Linked DNA regions of Mus musculus: region 1 is linked to region 2. A link is a contact called in public HiChIP or PLAC-seq data. All regions are on one chromosome and are shown on one strand. Each heading gives the region's core, a stretch centred on a gene start, on an enhancer-like site or on the middle of the called end of the contact. The rest is flanking DNA. Distances are from core to core; before and after follow the strand shown.

Region 1 (4,957 bases), core at 332-2,831, 250 kb before region 2:
CTTCATAACTGAGACTGTTATTTCTTCTCCATCTTTACTGTTATATTTTCACCAAAAAACAAAACAACCAATACATTTCTTCAGTTGATTGTGGCTATTTTGCCTTGCTAGGGGTGAACCCAGGATTATAAGACTAGGGTTTCATGCATGATGGGCAGCCTACATGCACACCTCAACTTCATTGTTTTATTGCAAGAATTAAAAACATTTTAAAGGCTCCTCCTATACATATCATCATTTCTAATATTTCTTGCTTTGTATGTGTCAAAGTAGGGACACAAATGTGCCAAGGTGCACATGTGGAGGTCAGAGGATAACTCGTGGAGTCAGTTCTCTCCTTCCTCCAGGTGGGTTCCGGGGATCAAACCCAGGTTGCCAGGCTTTTGAGGCAAGTGCCCTTACCTAGTGAGCCATCTTGCCAACCCTCATTTCCAATCTTGACAACATTATGAGGTTGGCATTAGGTGACCCAGTTTACAAGTGAAGAAATAATGCTTAGAAAAATAACAGAGTTGCTTGAGGGACCCAAAGAAGCCAGGGACTCCACAGGAGGGCCAACAGAGTCAACTAACATGGACCCTTGGAGGCTCCCAGAGACCAAACCACCAACCAAAGAGCAAGCATGGGTTGGACCTCGGCCCCCTGTATATGTGTAGTCAATGAGCAGCTTGGTCTTCATGTGGGCTCTCCAACAACAGGAATCTCTCCCTGAATCTGTTGCCTGCCTGCCTGCCTGCCTGCCTGCCTGTGGATCCCATTCTCCTTGATCTGCTGTGTGTGTGTGGGGGGGGGGGGGGTGAGATACTAGAGGGGGGCTCCCCCTTTGCAAAGATGAAGGGGAGGGAGGAATGGGGGAGGAGCTGCGGGAAGGTGGTCCTGGGAGGAAAGGGAGGCTAATATTGGTAGGTAAAGTTGAATGAATAAATAAATTTACTTAAAAACTAAAAAGTTCCAGGACGGCCAGGGCTATACAGAGAAACCCTGTCTCGAAAAACCAAAAAAGAAAATAAGAGGGAAAAAAAAGGAAAATAACAGTCAAACTGCCCACAAGACAGGAGTCAGAGCCTCAATCAAAAGAAATATAATAAGACTCTGCCTCAAAAGCGTAAGTTGAAAATGTCAAAAAACTTAAATTAAAAACAGGTATAGTGGCACAAATCTTTAATCTCAACACTTGGGGCATAGAGGCAGGCAGATCTCTGTGAGTTCAAGGCCAGCCTGACCTACATAGTGAATTCCAAGCCAGCCAGGCCTACACAATTTTGAGATCCTGTCTCAAAAATTTAAAAAACAAATAAATAGAGTTAGGAATAGCAGTGCATGCTATAATCTCTGATGTTGTCCAGGCTAAGGCAAGAGGATCTTGAGTTTCAGGCCACCCTACTCTAATGGCAAGACTGTTTCTCAAAATAAACAAAACCAAAGAGGCCTGCCTATCTGACTGGGGTTGTACACCCCAGCAACCTGCTGCAACACCTCACCTTCCCCCCCCCCCCCCAAACAGCGCAGTGAGCCACTGAAACAGGAAGTTTTAAATGCCGCATGTGATTACAAAGTATCAGTATGAGACGGAGGGGGAAACTGGCCACTGAGGTAAGACTAGTCTGTCTCGTTTCAGGTCTCTGCCTGCATAGTAACTGCAGTGCCACACAGAACTACCTCCTCTTAAAAGTCTTTTTCAAGGGCTAGAGAGATGCTGTGGTGAGAACCAGGCTGATCTGCTATACTCTCTTCAAGCCCTGATATATAGAAAAGGCCTGGGGACTGGGTCTTGGGGAAACTTCAGTTTTGGATCCTGAGAACCCAACTCTTCCCCCTAAAGTGGTTCTTAACCCTCTTAACACTGGGACCCTTTCATACAGTTCATGTTGTAGTGACCTCAACCATAAAATTATTTTTATTGCTACTTCATCACTGTAATCTTGCTACTATTATGAACTGTAATGTAAATATTTGTTTTCTGATGTTCTAAGGGGACCCTTATGAAAGGGTCATTAGTCAATCCCAAAGTGGTGGTGACCCCCAGGTTGAGAACCACTGACCTAAAGCGTTATGGTTATCAGAGCCAAGGATGCTGCATGCGTACTTGTTCTGTGACACACATGAAGTGTCCTGTGTTCCCTTTGTGAAGCATTGCTTGGTTAGCATCCAGCTGACTTCAACCATCATATGAAAGTTTCTTCTGTCTCCTTTCCCTGCAAACCGTATATATGATGTATGTATGATAAAATAAACTTGCTGAGATAAGACAAAGTTTATATGAGACCTCCTGGGCCTCAACTTTCCCATCTTCTCTGTTTTCTGATCTCCTGGTCTGTTCAGAACCTACCAGTGAAGAACAGCCAGGACCTGAGTGCAGGTCGATGGTGCGACGGTTAGGAGCACTTGTGACTCTTACAAAGGATGATCAGTTCCCAGAACCCTCAAGATGACTGGAACTCCAGTTCCAGGGCATCTGACACCCTCTTCTGACCTCCACGGCACTGCACATGGAGTACACTTACTAACATACATGCAAGCAAAAGACTTAACACATAAAATATAAATAGATCTTATAAAAAATCTTTTTTAAAGAAATAGAACATCCTGGCATAATTTTCCATTTAAGGAAGTACTTTTTCACATAAATCTTTAATTAAGATTTTTTCTATTATAAAAATACTGTGATAAATGATGAATTTTATGCAAATATTTTATTTGTCTCCATCCTTAATAGCATTAAGATAGATTCCTAGAAATGAAAGTAGTAGTCACAACATTAAAAAAAAATAAGGCTCTCAAGCATTACCAAATTACTTCTATTAAATGTTATGTCACATTGATTTCTGCCAAAAGCATATTTAAAAGTTTACTTTAAAGTTTACTTATATATAATTTTCCTGCATATAGGTATAATATATATATATATATATGTACATATATTTACATATATATGCAGGTAAACTTAAAAACACACACACAGGATCTCTCTCTAGGTAGTCCTTGCTGTCCTGGAGCTCACTATATACCTAGGCTACTTTGAACTCAGAGAGATCCACCTGCCTCTGCTTTCCAAATACTGAGATTAAATTAAAAGTATGCAGCCCTACTACACCTGGCCTAAAATTTACCAGGATCTTTTAATCTCTTAATTTAATGGCATCCATTACCTAGAAATAGGCTATTTTCTATTTAACTATAAAAGTAGCTGCTTTCCTCCTTCTACACCGATCTCCTCGTGTATGCCATCCCCCTGCTTTGGCCTTCTTGTTTGTATCTTTAATTTCCCTGTGAGACTAAAACAGGAGGGGCTGGAGAAACAGCTCAGTGGTTAAGAGCACTGACTACTCTTCCAAAGGTCCTGAGTTCAGTGCCCAGCAACCACATGATGGCTCACAACTATCTGTAATGGGATCTTTTCTGGTGTGTCTGAAGACAGCAGTAGGACAGTGTACTCACATACATAAACAAAATAAATAAATCTTTAAAAAACAGAAAAAATAGACCTGCAGGTTGAGAGTTCTGCTTACAATTAAGAATAAGCTCCTGTTTTTCCTAGGTTTGTTTGACCCATCTGATGGGATGTGCTTGATCACATGTGGGTGGGAGGTACATGGGCAGGAAATGCATCAGGATGTATGCTTGTCCCTAACTGGAACTAATAGAAAATATGAATGATCGGTTTTGCCTTGTTACGCCCCTACAAAACATGACTTGTGGCCATTTTCTGGACATGACTAGAGTCAATCTTGGTGAGTATTTAATTAAAACTAGCTTTAAATTGTAAACGGGTCTTATTCTTGACCAATGGGATTAACACTAGCAAATGTGAAGCCCTAGAGTAGATTTCTTATTGACCTATGAATCCTTTGTGTACTTAGGACTTTAAATCTTTGACTTCTTTGCAGATGCTGTGTTTTTATCTTTTATACAAATCTATCTCAAAGCTTAAAAAAGCCTTCCTTGCCTAGCATCAATTGTGGCTTAACTGCTTTTATCTCTGTTACTTTTAAATGCTTTACTCTAACCTTTACTCCAGTGACCAGTCTGTCAAGCCTGTATCAGACATGGCAAGTCTCACATCTGCCAGCACAGATGTTCCTGCTGAAGAAGGAGCACCAGCTTCCTTAACCCTGACACTCTGACCTCCAGAGGTCACAACTGTAACAGCTTCATAGAAAGGAAAAGAGGGACTATTGAAGATGTGCTCTGGAATCTGTCCCATTGTTAGGGAAAGACTTATCAAATACCTGCAAGGATTCAAGCTCAGAAGATACAGAACTAAAGAAGCAAGGTGGGGATTATCATTCAAAGGTATGCTTGCTCTAAGTCCAGATAGGGGCAGGAGAAATGACTAGGCAGTGAGTGATTGCTGATCAATCATGAAGTCTACAGTTTGAATCCCAGGACCCACATAACAAGCTGGGTGTCCAGCCCCCAATTTGGGGGTGAAGGTGGAGACACAAGGATCTTTAGGGTTTGCTAGCTCCTAGCCTAGCTAAGAAAACATAGCCCCGGGTTCAGGGAGAGACCCTGACTCAATGGAATAGGTCAACCAAAAAAGAAGACTATACAAAAGTCTCCTTCCTGGTCTCTGTATGTGCACAGATACAAGCAGCCAACCTCCCACTTCACTATTCCCCACACAAGCACACATACACTGTAGAGAGAATCTATTAATAAGCATCACCTGTCAATAAAAAAAGCTTATGGCCAATGAGCTGAGGCAGAAAATAGGAGGTGGGACATTCAGCAGAAATAAAGAGAATTCTGGGAAATAATCAGAAGCATGGGAGATTCACCACAAACACTGAGGAGATGGACATAAACCAGCAAGTAGCTGAACTCAGGTTAGAATAAATAGATTGGCCCAGGAACTCTGAGGAGACAGACATAAGAAGACAAGGAGAGGAAGTCAGCCATGTAGCTGAATCCAGTTAGAATAAAAGGGATAGTACATTAAGAGCAACTCAGAATA
Region 2 (4,844 bases), core at 1,355-3,854:
TCGTGGTGGCTCCTTAGTTAAAGTCACTCAGAAAAACCATGGACACACTGTATCCTTTATAGCCTTCATCCATCTTCCTCCTCAAGAGCAGTTTCTCTCTGCTGGGCACAGGCCATGATACCCTTGGGGCAGAGGGAGTACAGAGATCACGGAGACACTGACACTTGCTCTGTGGGGTTACAGAGACCAAGGTGGGAATGAGCTGAGAGAGCCTGGTAGGACTTCACACAGTGGCTTGCATGCAGTGCCAAAGATCCCCACAAGACATCAAAACAGAGGCATCTGCTATGGTTTGTACATAGCCTAGACAAGTGTCTGCTGGGGCGGATGGATGGCTGGCACAGAAAGGAGACAGATACACAGCAGGCAGGATGAGGGTTTTTGTTTTGTTTGTTTGTTTTTTTTTTTTTTTTTTGAGTGACACCGTAGTTGTTATTCTGAGACATTGTCTGGCCTCAAACTCCAACTCCATTCCTCTGCCTCCCAAATGCTGAGGTCACAGGTGTGTGCCACCACACCTGGCTGAGTGACAAAAGTTTTAAAAATACTTTTAATCTACCTGGTAGTAAAAGGCGCTTGGAAACGAAAATCTACTGAAGGCCCGCCCCCGTGATTTCACCTGGAGATAGCCACTAGGGCAACATTCCATCTCTGCCTGCCCATCTTTTGTGTTCTATAAATACCACGTGTGACCCACACTCATCACCAATGCGGTTCAGAGTTTGACTGTAAAGGAAGTGCTTTTATATCCTGTTGTGAAGCTCTGTTCAGACAGTCAGACAGACAGACGGGGTGGGGGTGGGGGGGAGAGAGAGAGAGAGAGAGAGAGAGAGAGAGAGAGAGAGAGAGAGAGAAAGAGAGAGAGAGAAACAGAAACTGCCCTCCTAAGGTATAGGTGGGTGAAGGAGAAAAATCTGCAACCATTGGTCTCTCTGGAGACTGGATGCAGGGACTGTTGTGATACACACAGCATGTGCTAAAGATCTATCAAGTAGTGTTAGCTGGTGTATAACCTACACATCTTCCCACAAGGTTCCTCTGTAGATGACCTACCCTGACATAGTACCGTGTCTGTAGTTACATCGTATTTCTTAGGAAACTGTGACAGGGAAGGGAAGCTCTGTATACGGTCAGCTTTTCCCCCCTATGGCTGTGCAACACGGCTGACTTATGCAGTGCTTGCTGGTCTCCTGGAGGTGGGCGACATGGTGAAGGCACCTGGTTTTGGCTTCACGTTGGAAACCTCTGTCTGTCAGGGGCTTAGACACAAAGGGGCTCAGCATCACCTGCAGTCCTGGCTCCCACAAAGCTCCTCTGAGGGCCCTGCTTTTTTAAGTGAGGGACGTTAAATTAATGAGAAACAAGGATGGAGGCCCCAAGATTTAAAAAAAAAAGTTTTTGTTCATTTCCTTACTTATTTTGTGTGTGCATGCATGCTTGTGTGTGTGAGTGTGTGTGTGTATGTGTGTGTGAGTGTGGGCATGTGTGCGTGTGTGTGATGTACCTGTGTATGTGTTGCATATAGAGGCCAGAGGTCGACACTGTGTGCTTTCCTCAATTGCTTCTCACCTCATTTTTTGGAAGAGTCTCTCTCATTGGCCCAGAGCTCATGGGTTTGACCAGACTGTCTGGCCAGGGATCTCCTACCTTGACTTCTCCAGAGCTGGGTTACAGACATGTGTCATTGTGCCAAACTTTTATGTGGGTGCTGGGAATCGGAACTCAGGTCCTCGCACTTGTCCAGCAGCCACTTTGTTGACTGAGCCTACCCGCACCCTCCCCCATCCCCCAGTTCTAAGTCCAAGGTCTCATTGAGCCTCATTCACAGCTCCAGCTTCACCATGACTACCAGGTGGCTTATGGTAGACCTACCTGAATAGGCTACTAACTTCTGCTTTCGGCCGTCATCACCAGAAAAGCTTTGGTTGGCCAGCCACTCATAATGTGGCCTTATTCTGCTGTGCTAGGGGAAGCTGATGGGGCAGCAGGGCTTTTGTGGGATGACGTAGCGGGAGCCAAAAGCACAGCAAACCTCCTTGAGCTCAGATTAGATGGCCTCACATCCTTACACCCTTAAAAGAGCTCCTTAGGTTCTTCACTCAGGTTCTGCTAACCCTCCGTGTGTACACTGGTCTAGCAGGTTCTTTAGTTCAGAGCAGATCTGAAGTGAAGTACCAACAGGGGGCTGGCTGGATGGCAGAAAGCAGGGAGGGAGAGACAACGGTACTGAAACTTAACCACAGCACAGTGATCTGGGGCTGAAACACGCGGGGCCTATGTTCTCACACACGGCAGTATAGGCTTCTCTGTACGACAGGATGCTAACTTGATTGGTGAGCTAACAACACTCCCAAGACATCAAGCAAAAACCAGAGATGGTCAGTATAAGGAGTGAAGGGTGCCCTGTGCGTGTTAGCAAGCACGTTAGCAAAAGCTTATCGCTCTTATCTAGGAAGGTTCCCCCACTCCGCCCCCTGTGAAATAAGGGGAGAGATGATTTCCTGATTTAATTTGTAAGTTCGGCTTGTCTGTATGCCCAGTGGTGACTCAGGAGAGGTGGAGGTTGTACTGTGTGCATCTCTTGGGCACTGTAGTCTAGAGTTGGAGGCTGAGCTGCGCAGGAAGCAATGAGGGAGGCAGGAGCAGGAAGGAAGGTGGCTCCTTTCAGTCACCTCAGTGACAATGCTAAGAGCTATTTGTGCTGCAAGGAAGCCAGCTCCTGTGCAGCCCCAAGGACAGAGATAAACGCTAAGAAGGGAACACAAGAGCCGAGAGATGAGTGTAGAGCATCCCGGAGGGACTCCTAGGGCTCTCTGGGTCCCTAGGACCCAGAGAAAAACAGAAGGTGTTGGGAGAGGACACTTGGGAGGCAGGGTGTTCCAGGAGAGGCTAATGTAAAGGCAGGCGCTGCTGTGTGTCAGGAGGTTCAGTGTCCCTACTAAGTGATCCGTAGGGGAGCTTGTTGGATCCTTGGGACTGTGGCGCCAGTTTTGAAGTTTAGTGTGTTTGTTTGTTTTTGTTTTTTGAGACACTCTGTAGACCAGGCTGGCCTGGAACTCAGAGATCTGCCTGCCTCTGCCACCCAAGTGCTGGCATGTGCCACTATTGCTTGGCTAAAGCTTAGCTTTTTATCAGGTAGGTCGGTTGCACTAGTAGGTTTGATCTTGAAAGTTGGGCCGCTTGTCCCTGATGCCCAGCCCTGGCTATCCTACCCTTTCCTGGCTGGGCTAGAGAGAACAGATGACTCAGTGAGGAACCACCTCAATCAGAGGGTCAACGTTGGCCTTGGCTTTCTAACCATGACTTTTCATTGGCCCTTGGCCTGAGTGCTAGCCCTCCACCCCATCCCTGTCTCAGCCTGTCACTTCCTGGATGTTGGAGTCATGGTTATGACCACTGTGTGGTAAATTGGCTCTTGGCATCAGAAGAGGGAAGTTGGGGCTTAGAGCCTCATCCTGCCTCAGACCCCACATGGGCTGTTTCTTAGTGTGGCCCTAGGTTCACCCCAGCTCCCCTGTTTTTCTACACAGGACCTGAGTCTGAGCTTTCCTGCATCACCACGGTCCCTCTGTCTAGGCTGTGCTTGGCAATCAGATCCAGGGTATAGCCCATCTCTGGCTTATGGGTCCCGCTGACATTCGCTTCCAAAGGATCAAAGGCAGTCTAGAAATCAGCAGTTTCCAGGGAGGTTTCCTCACATCTATACGGTTGGCCACCTTCAGCAGGATGGGGCACGAAGGCTGCTCTCTGCAGAACTTTCAGAGTGACCTTATGACTTAAAGATAGTGGGAAGGCTGGGAGGGGGGTGTGAAGAACTGCCAGAAAAACACTAGACTCTGCGTCATGGCAGACATTCAGAACAATCGTTGAACTTTGAACTGACTTTCACAGCCTCCAGGGAAGACTGGATAGCCCACACCGAGGGAGTAGATTTTGTCTTATGTGGAGGGTCTTTTTGACTCCATTTCTGGCCTTGGAGTTCTGATTCCACCCTTGGCACGTTCACCATCCCTAATGGGCCTGTCTATGAACTAATGGGCCTGTCTATGAACTAAAGTGCTGTCCAGATCGACGAAGCCTTTCTAGTGGCCCGCTCGTGCTTGAGGGCAGGGTCTTCAGTCTCTGCTTGCCACTGTCCCACTGTCTGCTAGCTGCCCTTAGACCTCCTGGGTACGCCCCACTCCTTCTTCAGAAGACGTAGGAGGACCTCCACTCACAGGGTGGGCACAGTAGCTTGCCAAACCCATTAATCACCTAAGAGCTGTAGGGAGAGGTTTCCTTTTCTCTCAGTTCTATATTCACACAGCCAGTAATCAGTTCTGTAATCTAGGTATAAGGAGAGGGAGAGAAAGGGGGAGGGGGAGGGAGAGAGAGAGGGAGAGAGAGAGAGGGAGGGAGGGAGGGAGGGAGGGAGGGAGAGAGAGAGAGAGAGAGAGAGAGAGAGAGAGAGAGAGAGAGAGAGAGAGATAGAGATGGGGGTGGTGGTGGTCTAGAATGGCAAGTCAGAGAAATCCTATGACCAAACTTTATGTTACATTGAAGGATTGAAAATTTTCCTCCTTATGCGGGTAGAAGTAACCCAGAAAAGAAGGGAGGTGGGTATTTCATTTAGTTCTTCTAATGTACTTGATTGTGAGTGATCAAATATTTATCAAGCTGAAAATGCAGTGGCTGGAGGCAGTGGATTAGCCTGGAGTGGCCCTCGTTCTGAGACCGACTGCTTCCAGGGATGTCCTTCCGTCCCTCCCCAAGCAGCCTGGTGGGCACTGCAAAGGTGGTTCCCCCCCTTGCTGTTCCACTGCAGCTCTGTCTGGGGTTTGAGGAAGCACGGTGGGTGTTTGGAT

Evidence for each region. HiChIP or PLAC-seq counts read pairs in DNA pulled down with a chosen protein or histone mark.
Region 1: a contact with region 2 is called in an H3K27ac HiChIP or PLAC-seq map of CD8 T cells, with 3 times the contacts expected there. The contact joins two enhancer-like sites. A contact is called at or near these places in 6 of 484 Hi-C or Micro-C datasets (CD4 T cells, CD8 central memory T cells, bone marrow-derived macrophages and 1 more), 8 of 115 datasets of contacts at active chromatin or transcription factors (CD8 T cells, T-cell acute lymphoblastic leukemia, large pre-B cells and 3 more) and 4 of 9 other capture datasets (adipose tissue, embryonic stem cells, liver and 1 more).

What each region holds. Positions count from the first base shown.
Region 1 is chr7:128,629,950-128,634,906 of GRCm38.p6, reverse strand. All of the region lies in intron 1 of Inpp5f (inositol polyphosphate-5-phosphatase F), which reads right to left. Among named protein-coding and RNA genes, the nearest start is that of Inpp5f, 21 kb to the right of the region's middle. Within about 2 kb of position 1,581, at least 53 of the 459 cell types and tissues checked have an H3K27ac peak or open chromatin away from gene starts, as enhancers often do. A contact at or near this core is called in CD8 T cells, memory CD8 T cells and regulatory T cells, where this site is marked.
Region 2 is chr7:128,379,746-128,384,589 of GRCm38.p6, reverse strand. All of the region lies in intron 4 of Rgs10 (regulator of G-protein signalling 10), which reads left to right. Among named protein-coding and RNA genes, the nearest start is that of Gm39092, 15 kb to the right of the region's middle. Within about 2 kb of position 2,604, at least 69 of the 459 cell types and tissues checked have an H3K27ac peak or open chromatin away from gene starts, as enhancers often do. A contact at or near this core is called in CD8 T cells, memory CD8 T cells and regulatory T cells, where this site is marked.